Linked DNA regions of Sus scrofa: region 1 is linked to region 2. The links are chromatin contacts, called in public Hi-C maps. All regions are on one chromosome and are shown on one strand. The core of a region is the stretch at or near the end of the contact, and the rest is flanking DNA. Distances in the headings are between cores, read along the strand shown. Region 1 holds the start of USPL1 (SUMO-specific isopeptidase USPL1). Region 2 has its middle 52 kb from the start of ALOX5AP.

Region 1 (6,790 bases), core at 65-2,564, 140 kb after region 2:
TATTCAGTTCTTCCAAATACGATTTACTGTGTTCTATGTACAAAACCCTGGAGTGATTCTTACAACTTTATTTGGCCTTAAATGACTGCTTTCGTTGTCCTCTCTTCAAAAATCACCTGCTCCTCTCCTTCTCTCTCATATATACTTTGGCACCTCCATTCTTACAAACACGCATACTAGAAAATTTGAGCGGTTCTTTACTCTTTCATTTCCCTCTTCATCATTTAGTGAAAAACATCAAATTCTATGGATAGTTCTTTGGAAGCATCTCAAATCTCCACCTCTCTTTCCATCCCATCCTCACTCTGTATCACTGCCAAAGTGATGCTTCTATAAAACAAGTCTGGAGTCTGCTGCTGCTCAGCTTAAAACCATCTACTGACTTCACTCTGATCATGGGAAAATCCAAACAGCTCAGTACAACCTAAAGGTAGTGCTATGACCTAAAGCTCACTGAACTGACACCAATGGCTTTCCAGTCTTCTCCTCTACTCCATTTCACCTCCAGCATCTTTTTCCTGACCTCTCCCCGCTTCATTACTTCGACTATGCTCCAGAAGCCTGCGTGTGAATTACTAGACCAGTATGGACCCAGTCACAGCACAACGAAAGTGTAAATCTGGCCCTGGGGATAGTGAAAGAAGCAATTAAGCTTAACTCACAGCCCGTGTGCAAAATGGGGAAACCCAGAGAACCGTCTGTTCGAAGCTTTCCCTCCAAGACCAGGTGGGCTCAGCAAACGAACTGTCAAAGGTGAGGCCACAACAGACTTGAAACCGAGGAATGGGGTCGGCTTTCGCCGCCCAGACCTATTTGGTACCCAACCCAGCAGTCCTGAATCACAGACTAACAGACGACAGTTTCGAAACCCAATCTTGGAAACCCGAGGAGGCGCAAGGTTCTGTTAACTCTCCCCATCTCCATGCTCTTTGGGGCGGGGGAGGGGGGGGACCTCTGGTTTCTCTTCAGTTTTTACCTCTCTTGAGTGCAAACGTATCTGTAACTCTACCCTAATACCTTAATCACCAAACCTTCCCACCAAAACCTAGTCCCACCCTTTCCCCCTCCCAGCTTAGCCCATCCTTTCGGCGAGCCGACTATCCCATGGGTCGCCCAGCTCTGTCCCTTTTCCTTACTTCGGCAGCCGAAGGAAACTATTCCGTCTGCTCTTTTATCCTCAGCGGACTCTCCACTTCTTCGTACCAGCTTCCTCCAAACTCCTGTTCCAGCCTGAGCTCCACACCACGAGTGCAACGTTCAACCCACGTTCCACCCTGCCTGCTCCTCCCCCACCGGCCCCTCCGCTAGGAAAGCAGCTTCCGGCTAGAGTCCGCCGCTAAAAAGTTCCCCTTCCTGCTCCGCGCGGGGCCTGGAAGGACGTAAGTGTGGCGGGGAGGATGAGGAACGGAACACTTCCGGCCGGCCTCCGCAGAGAGGCGGGGCTGTAACTCTACCCTAATACCTTAATCACCCGGCTGGCAGCCGCAGCCGCAGCTTCAGGGGCGGGGCCGGTGCCTGCAGAGTCCGCCTTCTGTGAGTGGCTGGGTTTGGGGAGGCGACATTTCTGGAAGCTGATGGAAAGCGCTTGAGTGGTGGAGGTGACGCCAGCGACCAGGGGGTGGGGCGTGATTAAAACTAGTGCGCAGCCGGCAGCGGAGGGATTACGCTAAGAGGCAGGCGCGCGTCCCGTTGCGCACTAGCGATGCGAGCCCGGGTCGGAAGCTGATGCGCCCTTGAGTGACTTGGGTGGGTGGCCGGGCGGGCGAGGAGGAAGGGCTACCCAGCAGGCGGAGGGTGTGATGGAGGCTCTTGGCCGGCGCCCCCCTGCAGCAACGAGGTCTCCTCGACGGCGGGCTGCGCAAGGCCCCCGTAGTTCGCTCTCCTAAAGCCTCAGTGGGAGCCGAGCTGCCACATTGCGTGTTCACAAAGGGTCACCACACACGGAGCTGCCCCTCCCTGTCTCCCTAAACCCCATCTGCGAGGCCAGGGGCTTTTCCACCAGGATTCTGGGTGTTTCTCCTCCTTTGCTCCCTCCCAGATCTTCTAACGGTAAGGGGAGTAGCCAAAGCGCAGGGACTTTGAGCGCCAGGACCCTTTCTTACTTATCAGTAGCCGGAGGGTCCCTGCTGCACTCTTGTCAGCTGCCCTGCCTTGTTTTAACTCAGGGAAAGGGGGAGTTGTCGTGTAGTCTATAAGTTTAAGGCTCTGCTTTCATAGGAAGGTCATGTGGCTTAGGGGACATCGTGATCTCGTGTGCTATTTCTGAGTCTGCATTCTGAATCTTGCGGGCAGCATATTCCAGAAGTCCTTCGCTCGATTGGTTCTGTGTCCAGGAATAACAATATGTAGTTTCTGACCGTTTCAGTACAGAAGAACCACTATTGGCATTTTGGACTATGGGGCTTTTTTATTATTGGTCCCAAACTAAATCGTTATATTCTGGAATACTGCTGAAAATTTTGATAGGGTAGAGGAAGTAGGTCCCGTGTACCAAGGAATTCTTCACTGAGGAGTTCAGTTTTCCGTACTTCTGAATGCAGATAGCCAAGAAATCCAACAGGGAGTTTGTTTTGTTTTTCGCTAGACTGAAAAATAGCTTTTGTTTACCTTTTTGTTGTACTAGATTACTAATGTGCTGGTATATTTGTTGTAAGATCTTGCTAATTAGGTTTTTTATTTTGATGAATTATGATGAAAATATGAGAATGTAGCATTTCGTCCTGAAATAGTAGCGAAGACCCAGATTTTTCTCTTTCAACATTGCTATTTCCATTTTTAGAATAGAATACACTCTATTTTGTAATAAAAACATTTGCCGAATGTTTATTCCATTGAACAAAATAATTGATTCCGTCAAAATTAACCTAAAATTTTAAAGAGGAAAATCAACATCACCAAACTGAATTATATCAAACATTGTTGTCTGCAAAGTTTATTTGTAATCTTTTTGTGCAAATTTGATTATTTTGCTAGGGAAAAAATATGTATAGTAACAAAAAATAGAAATAAAATGGAGGTGGGGCTTGGGTTGTGGAAAGAAAAGAATGGATTTTAGTGTGTGCTGTGTTTTGATTCCACAGCTTTTCCCTTTTTAAATAGTAGGAAAAGTCATATAAAACTTTATAAGATTAAAAGAAGGGTACTAACATGAAATCAGGACAGGTCGACTGGAAAATTTTCCATTTGCTTATAGGAGTAATGGTCCTAAGCTGAGAAAATTGTATACATTTTTGCTTCAACAGTATATTTGGAATGCCTCTCTTTAACATTTAGTCCCAGAAAGAGTGCAGTTACCTTCCAGTAGGATTCAAGCTCATTGCCTTGATACCCTCTTCAGTAATGTGGGACAGCAATTTCGTTTACCTTTTACCGCTTAAAAACTAATGAGATCTACAAAGTTCTCTTTTAGTGCAACAGATTAAGGATCAGGCTGTGGCCCCAGCAAGTTCTGTCACTGGCCCAGGGACTTCCACATGCTTCAGGCTCTGCCAAAAATAACAAAACTAATGTGATCTAATCAAATGAAGTTGTTTTTTGGTTTTTTTTTAATAATAATAGGAGTTCCCGTCCTGGCACAGCAGAAACGAATCCGACTAGGAACCATGAGGTTTTGGATTCAATCCCTGGCTTTGCTCAGTGGGTTAAGGATCCGGCATTGCCAAGAGCTGTGGTGTGGGTCCCAGACAAGGCTCGGATCTGTTATTGCTGTGGCTCTGGCATAGGCTGGCAGCAACAGCTCTGATTAGACCCCTAGCCTGGGAACCTCCATAGGCCGAGGGTGCGGCTCTAAAAAATAATAATAATAATAATAATAAATTAGTAATTAATGAGCAGCTACAATTAAGGTGGCTTTTTTTTCTTTTGCTTTTTAGGGCCACACCCGAGGCTTATGGAGATTCCTAGGCTAGGGGTTTAATAGGAGCTACAGCTGCCGGCCTACACCACAGCTCATGGCAATGCTGGATCATTAACCCACTGAGCAAGGTCAGGGATGGAACCCACAACCTCATAGTTCCTAGTTGGATTTGTTTCTGCTTCACCACGACTGGAACTCCTGTTTTTGCTTTTTTTTTTTTTTTTTTTAATTTTCTTTTCTCACAGTTTAAGCTTTTGCCCTCCTCTGCTGGATTGGATTCCTTAATGACAAAACAAGTCTGCCCAAACATGGGATATAAAGCTGTTTGCTGTAATTGCTTGTGCTAGTCTCATCAAAAAGATGAGAGTCGCAGTGACTAACCACACTTTCTAGCAGCACCTTCGTGAGTACCTGCAATCTTATATCATACAACTCCAACATTTAGAAGGCTTTGAAAAGCAAAACCTTTTTAAGCTTGGAGACAAAATTCATTTGGTGGGAAAATGTGACCTGAACTAATGAGAATTTATATATATATACATATATCTTTATTCATCCTACATGTTTTACTGCAGAAATATTAATATGCTTGATTATGGGGTGCTGCCCTTGGCCACTGATGAGTTGTTCCATAATGATTTGTGTACCTTGTAACAGTTTAAAATTCCCCAAATTCTTACTTACAAAACACATTCAGTCCCTCGGTTTTGGTTAGGGAATGTGAACCTATATTAATATTTTTGCAGTACATGTGCATATTTAAAAAATAACTTAGAACATTTTAGTTCTTGTCCTCAATGAATTCAGTTGAGTCAGGATAGATTTACCATATTGCTCATGTGCAGTGATAGAGATGCATAGCCTATCTGTAAGCATAGCCATATAGTGACCACACAAGAAATTAGTAGTCCCAAGGTTTGAGGTTATTTTGTACTTCAGACTCTAAAATTTAGACAGAACCTGACAGCCGATTGTGTAGCCTAAACTGACTTGGCTCTGTTTTGCACACACAAAATGAAAATACATAAAGAAGACAATGAAGAGTCTTCATTGGAATTTCTGATTTCTAATGCTAATTCTTCTGCCATGTGACCTTACACAAATCACTTCATTTTTCAAGACCTTGGTTTACATATCTATAAAGTGAAAAATTGGGGTTAGATGGATCTTTTAAGGACGGTCCCGTATGGTTCCAACATTCTACCAGCAGGTATTTATCCTTAGAACTGTGCCTATTTTTTATAAATGTTTTCCACTAAGAATATGATCCTGTTTTCTTCTCAAACTACCTTCTTGCTTATCTAAATTTTATGTTTTCTTTTGGCTAGGCAATATATTCACATGGCTCAGAATTCAAAAGGTAGAAGAATATTCAGTGAAAACTCTTCCTTCCACTTCTGTCCCTCAGCCATCCAGTTCCTTGCCTAGGAAACAGCCAGTGCTAGTAGTTTCTTAAATATTTCCCCCCCAAAATGTGTGCATATACAAGTAAATAAGTACTGTATTTGTTTTATTTTTCTTGCTTTTTTTACATAAATGGTTCATGCTATGCATGGTTTGTGTATCTTATTTTTTGTTTATCTTAGAAGTTCTATGTGTCATTATACACACTTTCCTCATTCTTTCTAATGGCTGCATAATGTTCCATCATATGATGGATCATTTCATCAGTCATCTCTCTTTGGATATTTAGGTTTTTGCCTTATTAAAAGCATTATGCAGTGGATAACTTTGAACATCATTTTCCGTATATGTGAATATATCTGTGCCCTAGACAGCTCTATTGGCATAGTGACCTAGTTAATAAAATATGTTATTTAGTAACCAATAACATAAAAAAATTGATAAATCAGGGTCGTAACAGAGCATTTATAGAATTCCATCAACTTTGACTTACGTGTTCCCCATGGCAGATAATATGGTGGCATAGTAGGCTCAACATCCAGTTTGGTTCTAAAGTAAACATGAGAGAAATAAATCACCTGAATTTTTCATTGAGCTTCTTCATTTAAGTCGTAGGTAAAATAAGTGGATTATGTGTGGGACCTTGTCTTAAACAAAAAGAAATATAAAGTTTTAAACACTAAAATCATGCAGCAGAGTGAGATTTTCAGTGGGGGCAATTGATGTAAGAACAGGTTTATGCTTTCCAGCTCATTCTCACTCCAGGGCATGTCCTTCGTGAGTGCTATTTAAGTTGATATTTTTCTTTTACATTTTTTGCCAAGCACATAGTTGAATTTGTGTAAGATGCAACGTCTATCTATTTCCCTTAGCCAAAAAGAAAATTAGGCCTAGGAGTTCCCATTGTGGCCCAGTGGTAACAAACCCGACTAGTATCCATGACAATGTGGGTTTGATCCCGGGCCTCTCTCAGTGGGTTAAGGATCCAGCATTGCTGTGAGCTGCAGTGTAGTTTGCAGACCCAGCTCAGATCAGGAGTTGCTGTGGCTCTGGCATAGGCTGGCAGCTGCAGCTCCTATTCGACCCCCCTTCCTGGGAACTGCCATATGCTGTGGTTTCGGCCCTTTAAAAAAAAAAAAGAAAGAAAAGAAAAAAAATTAAGCCTGAAAGAAGTAAACAGTTTACCCAGATTTGCATAAAACAGTGGCAGACCTGCGACTAGAACCTACCATTTATAATCCGGGGCTTTTTCCAGTATGTCACATGCTATTCTAATTTAACATGTAGCTCCAGCAGATCTGAGAATGCTCAATGATCAGGGACTGCTTTAGGTACCATTCCTCTGCCTACCTCTAAAGTAACAGCTCTGAAAGCAGCAGTGCAGTTTTCTGATGACAAAATAACATTCTATAAGTAATTGTTGAAGTAATCACACAGTATGTTGATGAGCAATCAGAAGGGCTCCAAATCAAAAAATTAAAGCTGACATAGAGAAACGCTCTTTTCCTAATTGGGGCAGAGTTGTCACTT
Region 2 (7,820 bases), core at 531-3,030:
ATATTAAACGTATTTTGTGTCTCCATTGTAAACTCCCTTAAATTCTTTGTGAAACAGAGTAAAATGCAAATAAAATAAAATAGACATCTGATGCATTCTTTCTGTGGCATAGCGTTAAGTCAAAGGGTCCTGAGTATTTGTAGTCTGTAATCCCTTGCGAGAACAGAGGATTTTAAGATTCTCTGCCAGCCTGCCTGAGTGGTGACATTTTCCAATACTACCTGCTCACCAGCACCTTGAATTTTGCTTAAGCTTGGTTTGATTTGGGCACCTCCAAGTTGCATTTTCTGGACTTTTCTCTTTTTTATGCAATCCACAAAGCCTAATTTTTCTGATTTTTCGAACATCAAGAAAGTGTACTCAACTTCTCAGAGGACTTAGGCGGCATTCTTTTTTTTTTTTTTTTTTAATTTTAAATTGGCTTACCATCCTATTAAAAATGGTTTCCTGGCTTTTTGGCAAAGACCTATTAAATTCCTAATGGTGTTAAAATAACAGGAAGGGTCATCCCGAGCTCCGAGGCCCGGAAGACCCCCAGCAATTCCAGTTCACTAGTTTGGCTGGAGCCTTAGAAACACATTAGGAAACAAAGAGAAAGCCATGACAGTTTGACTCAAAGAAGTCGTGCTCCCCAAAGTAATACACTTTTTCAGCTGTTGTTGCTATGACAAATATTGAGGCACTCTTTGAAGGCCTCAAATCCTGAATCTCCAAGACTCGCCCCCCCAAATCCGAAGCACTTGAGACTGTTGTTAAATGAATAAATGAGTTCACACAACCAAACCAAAACACTGGGGGAGAACGAGTGAATCCCTGGGTAGGCTTGGCAGCTTCATCCTCTGGTCCCCACATGGGACTGGCCAACTTTCAAAGATGCAAGGATTTGCTGAAATGATGTTTCTGTGGTTTTCTCAAGGAGGGAATAAAGAGGCAGGAAAAGGCTAGTTTCTGGGAAAGGCCGCTTTGAAGGAGAAAGACTTGGAGGCCCAGGAAACTTCTCTGGGAAAGCGCCTGGAATGTCGTTATTTTATCAAACGAGCCCCCTCCCCACCCTCTCCCCCACCTCCCCTCCCCCTGGTGTTACTAACTTGTACGGATGCCAGCAATTCAGCCCGCCGTCCTGATCCCCATGCTTACTGCTGCATGTTTGTCCTGTGAGGTTTTTTTTACTTCCAAGGATTTTATGTCACTGGCCAGGCCTAAAAGTTCAAAAGAACAAAGACGGTAATTAGTCTGTGGGTTTGGCTGTGTAAACAACTGATTTCTCTAATTCAGGTCAAAAGCTAGACTCGCCAAGGACACACACTTTTACTATGCATTGACATTAGAAAGTTTTGCCTGACGGTTTTGTTTTGGTTTGGTTTTCGGTTTTTTGCAGCTCATCAGACCGGTCTTGTTCTCCGTGGCTCCTGTTTCTTTTGCTTTCTCCGGGCTTCCTTTTTCAGGATTTTTGAGCACCGAAGCGCTGTGGGGCCGGGCTTTACAAGAAGCAGACAGTGTTTGGTGTGGGGGCCTCTCGACAGGCTGGAAACATTTACTTTCCCATCCAGTCTCCCTTCGCTGCCAAGGAATCTGCGCGCCTGGGGGAAATGCTTTCCCTCCTGTGTTTACAAAGCACTAAATTTTCAAAGTCATTAATTCCCTTCCTAAAGAAAGGGCCTAATGGAGTTTTCTAGAGTCACTGCTGAGACAGTGGTTACAACCCTGGAAGATGAGGAGAGCCACAAGGGCCTAAAGGGAAGCAGGAGGAAGAACGCGTTCTCCAGCTTTAAAGGGAAATATTTTGAATACCTCCGTCACTACCTCACGCACTTACTTTATTTTCCTTTCCAGAACATTCAGAAGTGTTGTGCAGTGCAGACCCATCTCTCCTCCCTGCGTGCGTGCGTGCGTGCGTGCGCTCTTCATTCTGAGGGTGCCGGCTAACCTCTTCCCAGCCCCCCCCTGGGGGCAGCTCCAGAGCTGGGGTGCCCAGAGCGCCAGCCAGAAAGGGCCCTGTTTTCCCAGTGCTCGTGTTACTCCTTGGAATCCTGGGTTCCAGGCAGATCCTTAGCCCCTTCAGGGCCAGCAGGCTGCAGGGAGCCGCCCTGCTCTGAGCACGTGCCTGTCCATTCCCGTCCATTCCCGGGTTAGCCCAGGCCGCCCTGTCTGGGCTCTGGGGCAGGAGAGGGACACTCTTCCTAGTAGGGGCACTGACTGCTCCCTGGGCGGAGTGGCATGAACAGTCCTCTCCCTGGGCCTGAACACACCCCCTATAGCTCCACCGTGAGGCTAGGAAGACTCTTCTTGACTCCAGTGTGGAATCTTTTTTTTCTAGAAAGTTCCCTGAGGCTACAGATGTCTTTAAGTATTGATGGGGCCAAAGGAGGCACAGTGGAAGGTGTGTTGGCAGGAAAAGCAGCAGTTCTCAAATGATGGCCCACGGACCTCCCATATCAAAATCACCAGGAAAATGCAGACTCTTCCCCCACCCTCCCCCACCAGCCCCACCACCTAAAAATCAGGATCTGCCCAGGAGTTGGAGGGACGACAGGTCTTTGATACAAGGAAGAGACTTAAAGGGTTTTGGCACCAGCCTCTGGGCCCCCCAGACAGGCTTTGCTCCTGGGCTCCTGCAATGGTCTGAGCAGACTTTCCTTCCAGGTGTAGAAATACTGGGCTCGCTGGGAGGGACACTGCCTGGAGGATGCGGGGGACCCCCAAGGCGTGCCCTCCCAGTGAAGGGCAGCAGCCCATGCCTGACTCCCCTCTGGACTCTGAAATCTTCCGGTGTGCGCTGCTGTTGTTTTTACCTCTGTGCCCCTGGATAGGACTCAAGAGAGGCTTTGAATCCCTCCAGAAAATCCTCAATAGCCTGGATTTTGGCTACCCTGGTGATGGCCTTGGTCCCCCTGGCTGCTTGTTTGGCGCTGGATCTGGCCCTCTCTTCTTTGTATCCCTAGAGAAGCTGCCATGAACTATCTCTGGAGGAAACTTACAGAGACCCCAGGATCTGGGCTGCCTTCAGCAGCAAGAAACCCCTCCCTCTGACTGTCACATGAAGCCATCAAGAGACCCCTTGAGACTCATCTCAAGGAAACTTTCAAAAGGATGCTGGAACATTCGTGTGCCATGCCTGTGGGGGCAAGAAGCCAGGAGCCAAGCCCTGGTTCTGCCTCTCACAGCTCTAGCGCCTTAGGCATGTTACTCCCCTCTCTGAGCCAGGGATTTTCTTATCGGAAAAAGAGAAATAATAATAACAGCAATAAAGATAATACTCCTGCAGCATTGAGCTGAAGCTCATGCCAGGTGCTTGGCTGGTGTTGAAATACGTCTGTGCCTCCCCATCTTTCTCACCAGGCATCCACGCCAGGAACATAGGTACCTGGACACTTAGGGAACTGGTACCAGGGACCCATTCTAATTGCCTAAGTTTGACACCCGATCTGTCCCACCTGATATTTATTCCTGAGTTGGAGGGGAGATAATTATTGTTAATTTTTAAAGCAATGGTTGCCCAGTCTGTCGATGATACCTCCCATTAAGGTATATGGTCCGCCAGGCTAGGAGCAGGTGATGCCAAAGCCATCTTGCTTCTTGGATTTCCTGCTAAGCCCCACCACGCTGGGGTGACTCTGTGCACAGTAAATATTTCTGCACGTTTTGTATAGCCCTGGACACCGTGGAGCCACACGCTGGTCCCTGCCTACCTGTCCCAGCTTTGAGAGCTGTCAGTACCAGAGTCTGTTGGCCACCAGCGGCTGCGAGGTGGCAGAATTCTGTGGCCTGTTAATTGTCTTGGAAGCAAATCCTTGAATTGGGAGAGAGAGAAAGGAACTGTAATTAAAGCTTCCCTTGGGCAAAATTTTCCACTGATGGGAATTGGCAGGTTTCTCATGTGCCCATTAAACTCCAGGAGCTAAGCTAGGAACTTTGTACACACAGGTCTTCCTAGACTTACGATGGGGTTATAGTAAACTGAAAATATCTTCAGTCAAAATGCACTTAATACACCCCATCTACCAAACATCACAGCTCAGCCCAGCCCATTCCACATGCTCAGCCCACTTAAATCAGTCTATGGTTGAGCAAAATCATCTAACACCAAACCTATTTCATAATAAAGTGTTGACTAGCTCATATAATCGATCAAATATTGTACTGAAAGTAAAAAACAGAGTGTCTGGCTGGGTCCGGAATGGTTGTAAGTGTATCAGTTGTTTCTCCTCGTTATTGTGTGGCTGACGGGAGCCATGCTCACTGCCACTGCCCAGTGGCATGAGAGAGGATGGGACCACACATCGCGAGACCAAGAAAAATCCAAATTCAAGACTGGAAGTGCATTTTCTACTGAATGCATAATGCTTTCACACAATCATAAAGATGAAAAATCCTAGGTCAAGCCATCATAAGTCGGGGACTGTCTGTATTGAATCTTTTAATCCTTACAACAGCCAGAGAAGGGACTCTTACGATTTTCACCAAGAAACAACAGTTCAAAGAGGTTAAAAGATCTGCTCAGAAAACGAGGGGGCTAGAAGATGACGTCAGAGCCGGGAGCTCCACCTACAAGGAAAGGCAGTCAGTGCTGCTCTTTTTGTCCCTGCGGCCTCCTCAGTAACTTACCTTCAGAGACAGAGAGAAGGCTGATATTGACAGGGAGGCCTCCAGGTCTCTCCCAGGTCAATGCCAAACCACTTCCTGAGGTCTCCCGGATGCCCACTGGGCAAATACACTCTGCCTTATCTCAAGGTATATATTCATTAAGATGCAAGGGAATGGAAAACCATCAGAGACTAAAGAAAATAGAGCAATGCAGGGTGAAGGGGCTGCCTCCGGTGACCAGAGTCCAGGAAGCCAAGTTAAAGAGAGTAGAGCCAACGTCCCCCTCATCCCCACCCCCTGACCCGAGCATCCTCCATCCGCTCCTCACACAGACCTCAGGGTGCACCAGCCCCAGGAGACCCTTCCAGCCTCTGTTCCCTGGATCACTCGCAGCCCTATCTGCAGGCACAGTTCTTGCTTGCACAGCTCGGTGCCCAGGCTCCCTACAGCCCCAGGTGATGAGTACAGTCTGCTGGTTCCCTCCTGGTTTACGCTCCTTTTCTGCAGTGTCATAATTGCCCATTTGTACATTCTCCCCCCTCTATGAAATGCAAGCTCTTCAGAGGATGAGACTTCTTGTGTGCATCTCTGCTCCCCTGTGTGTGGTTCAGGGCTTGGTACATGGAAGGCACCCTATAAATGGCAGAGGAATGAGCACACAGGGGCCTGGGAATAGAAACTTTGCCTTTCTAATCCATATTCTGTGACAGAAAGGGTCTGAGCATTGCTTTTGTTGCAAACTTGATGCAGTATTTTCTCACCCAAAGACAGTCGGTATGACTTTGTTCCCTTGGATGGTAAATAAGGTTGCACTGCCTCATAGAGACCTCCTGAGGAATGACCAGGAACCAAATAATAACTGAATGTGCACAAGATGATAGGAAAATGAGAGGAACACCCCTAGAATTCAGACCACTTTTTAACCCCCCTAAAAAACTATTTAAAATAGTTTCAATTTTAACATCTTCCAGCAAGTGGTTTAATAGATTCTGGAACAATGCATTTCACTTTTAAAGAATCACTTCAACACCGAAGTGTTTACTGAATCCTTCCCGAGTGCTTGATGCTCCGAAGGAAGTCGCCACGATCCTCTGCTTAACAAAGCGCTCCATGTTTCTCAGCACATTTTCACAGAATTGCTTCTGTATTTCTCAGTTTCCTTCTTGCGGTTGGCAGAGGAAAGGCCCCCTAAGATGCCCACGTCTTAATCCCTGGAAGCTGTGAACAAGTGATCCCATGTGGCAGAAGGCACTCTGCAGACGTGATGAAGGATCCTGAGCTGGAGTTCATCCTGGTTTATCAGATGAACCCAGTGTCATCACCAGAGTCCTTATTAGAGGAAGGCAGGGGTCAGAGTCAGTCCTAAGAGAGGAGGCGAGACAAGCAGATGGGTGGAGTGATGTGGCTGTGAGCCAAGAACACAGGCAGCCTCCAGAGGCTGGAAAAGGCCAGGGGAGGCTTTTCCCCAGGGCACCCAGAAGGAATGCAGCCCTGCTGACAACTTGACTTCAGATTTTTGACGTCCAGAATTACGAGGTAATGAAGTTATATTGTTTCAAGCCACTGGGTTTGTGGTCATTTATTATAGGTAATTTAACACACTCATCTTCACAACACAGAGAGGAAGAGGCCTTACCTCATGGGCTGTGCAGTTAGATGAGAGACACATGACAACGGTTTAGAACAGGCCAGGCACATAACCATCTCGTTAATTATTACCGTAGAGTTATTATATTTCATTGTTATTTATTTGGGAGATCTTACCCTATGAAATAAGCTGGTCAACTTCATATCCATAAAATGAACCCATATTAAGTCCTTGCTAGACACCAGGTCCTCTGGCAACACCAGGGACCCTGAGGAATCCTAGGAGCCCCTGGCAGTTTGGGGAGGCAGACACCTCAGCCAGGAAGGCCAGCAGGGGACACGGTCAGGTAGGGTGTGCCTGGGACTGGAAGGGGCCCAGAGGAAGAGTCCCTGTTGGGGCATGGGGCTCACTTGGGTGGCCCCTCTAATGCGGAGAGCCTTGAGCTAAACACTGCAGACAGCAGAGGCCACCAGGCAGATCAGGGGAGGTGCTGCAGGCAGGGGGAAGGGGAGCCACCCACAGCCCCACCAGACTCAGACCTTCCGTCCCCTGCCCTTTCGCTGCTTTGGGGACACTCCACACATAGCTGCTGGCAGCCCCATAGAAGTACACAGAGCTTATAGAGGGACAACCAGACACCTGCTGAGGGCACAGTGTGCACCAACCACAGGATCCCTGGAAAGTAAGTAAGTGGTGGGGAAATTCCACTGGGAAGACGTGAAAGAACTGGGCTCTGACGGGATTATAAGAGGGACTTTACAGGTGGGTGGGAGGTAGACAGCTGGGGGTGGGGGTGAAGGAACGGCCTTCTCGGTGGAGGCTGGTCCTCCCCAAGGTTGGCGCTGGGCGAGCGGGGGAGCAGCCTGGCACAGAGACCCTGACTTGCAGGGATGAGGTTGCATAGGGCCTGGAAGCTGTTTCCAGTTAAGACTTTATTCCGAGGGTGTTTGGTGGGGGGGAGGGGTGTCTGCAAAGGGTTTTGCGTAACAGGATGACATCAACTGTCAGGAGTACTCGTGGGTCCGTGTGTAAGAGGGGGACTTACCTTTATGACCCCAGTGCGCGGCATGCTCCCTAGGTATTTTGGGGGCTGAATTCCGGTTTGTAGGATAGATGGAGAGAACAAGGTCTCTGACATCTGATCTAAATCCCACAGGCTCACTGTGCTCCCTCCCCTATCAGGGGGAAGCTAAGGGTTTGCCACCCTCCATGAAGATGGCAAACCCTCGTCTTCAAGGAGGTTTTAGAAGCATCTCAGGTTTATCTTTTTGTTGTTGTTGGCTTTCACCTTACCTGGTAAATACTAAGTGTTTTACTAAGTGCAAACGGAAATAATACTATTTATACTGAGGATCAGCTATTTATAACTGAGTGTAGCTGAGGACTGACTCTGCTATAAAATAAGAGCTCGCAGTGTGAGTTCAGTGCCAGATTCTGATGGGAAGAAGCAGAGTCCTGCCTGCTTCTGAGCTTCCTTGGGACGATCGCTGGCCAAGGCCACCCCATGTGTTGGGAGCGGCTGAACCGGATGGTTGCTCAGCTGCCAAACGTGCCCCAAATCGTGAACCAGAAATAACAGTGACAATGTGATGCAGAGCCCTGAGAAATTGTTAGCAAGTATAATAGCAAGAAACGCAACTTGAACTTG

What was found. A called contact is a pair of places that touch in the nucleus more often than the background predicts.
Region 1: a Hi-C map of fetal skeletal muscle shows a contact between it and region 2, with 3 times the contacts expected there. The contact joins the promoter of USPL1 here to the enhancer-like site in region 2. A contact is called at or near these places in 2 of 5 promoter capture datasets (fetal liver and fetal skeletal muscle), 2 of 47 Hi-C or Micro-C datasets (embryonic fibroblasts and fetal skeletal muscle) and 2 of 2 datasets of contacts at active chromatin or transcription factors (alveolar macrophages and skeletal muscle).

The regions. Positions count from the first base shown.
Region 1 is chr11:7,315,711-7,322,500 of Sscrofa11.1, reverse strand. It overlaps USPL1 (SUMO-specific isopeptidase USPL1), which reads right to left and starts at 1,314. Exons shown (of 9, transcript XM_021065545.1): 1 at 1,137-1,314. It also overlaps a transcript of HMGB1 not described here.
Region 2 is chr11:7,459,976-7,467,795 of Sscrofa11.1, reverse strand. No RefSeq gene overlaps it. Among named protein-coding and RNA genes, the nearest start is that of ALOX5AP, 52 kb to the right of the region's middle. Within about 2 kb of position 1,780, at least 32 of the 83 cell types and tissues checked have an H3K27ac peak or open chromatin away from gene starts, as enhancers often do. A contact at or near this core is called in fetal skeletal muscle and skeletal muscle, where this site is marked.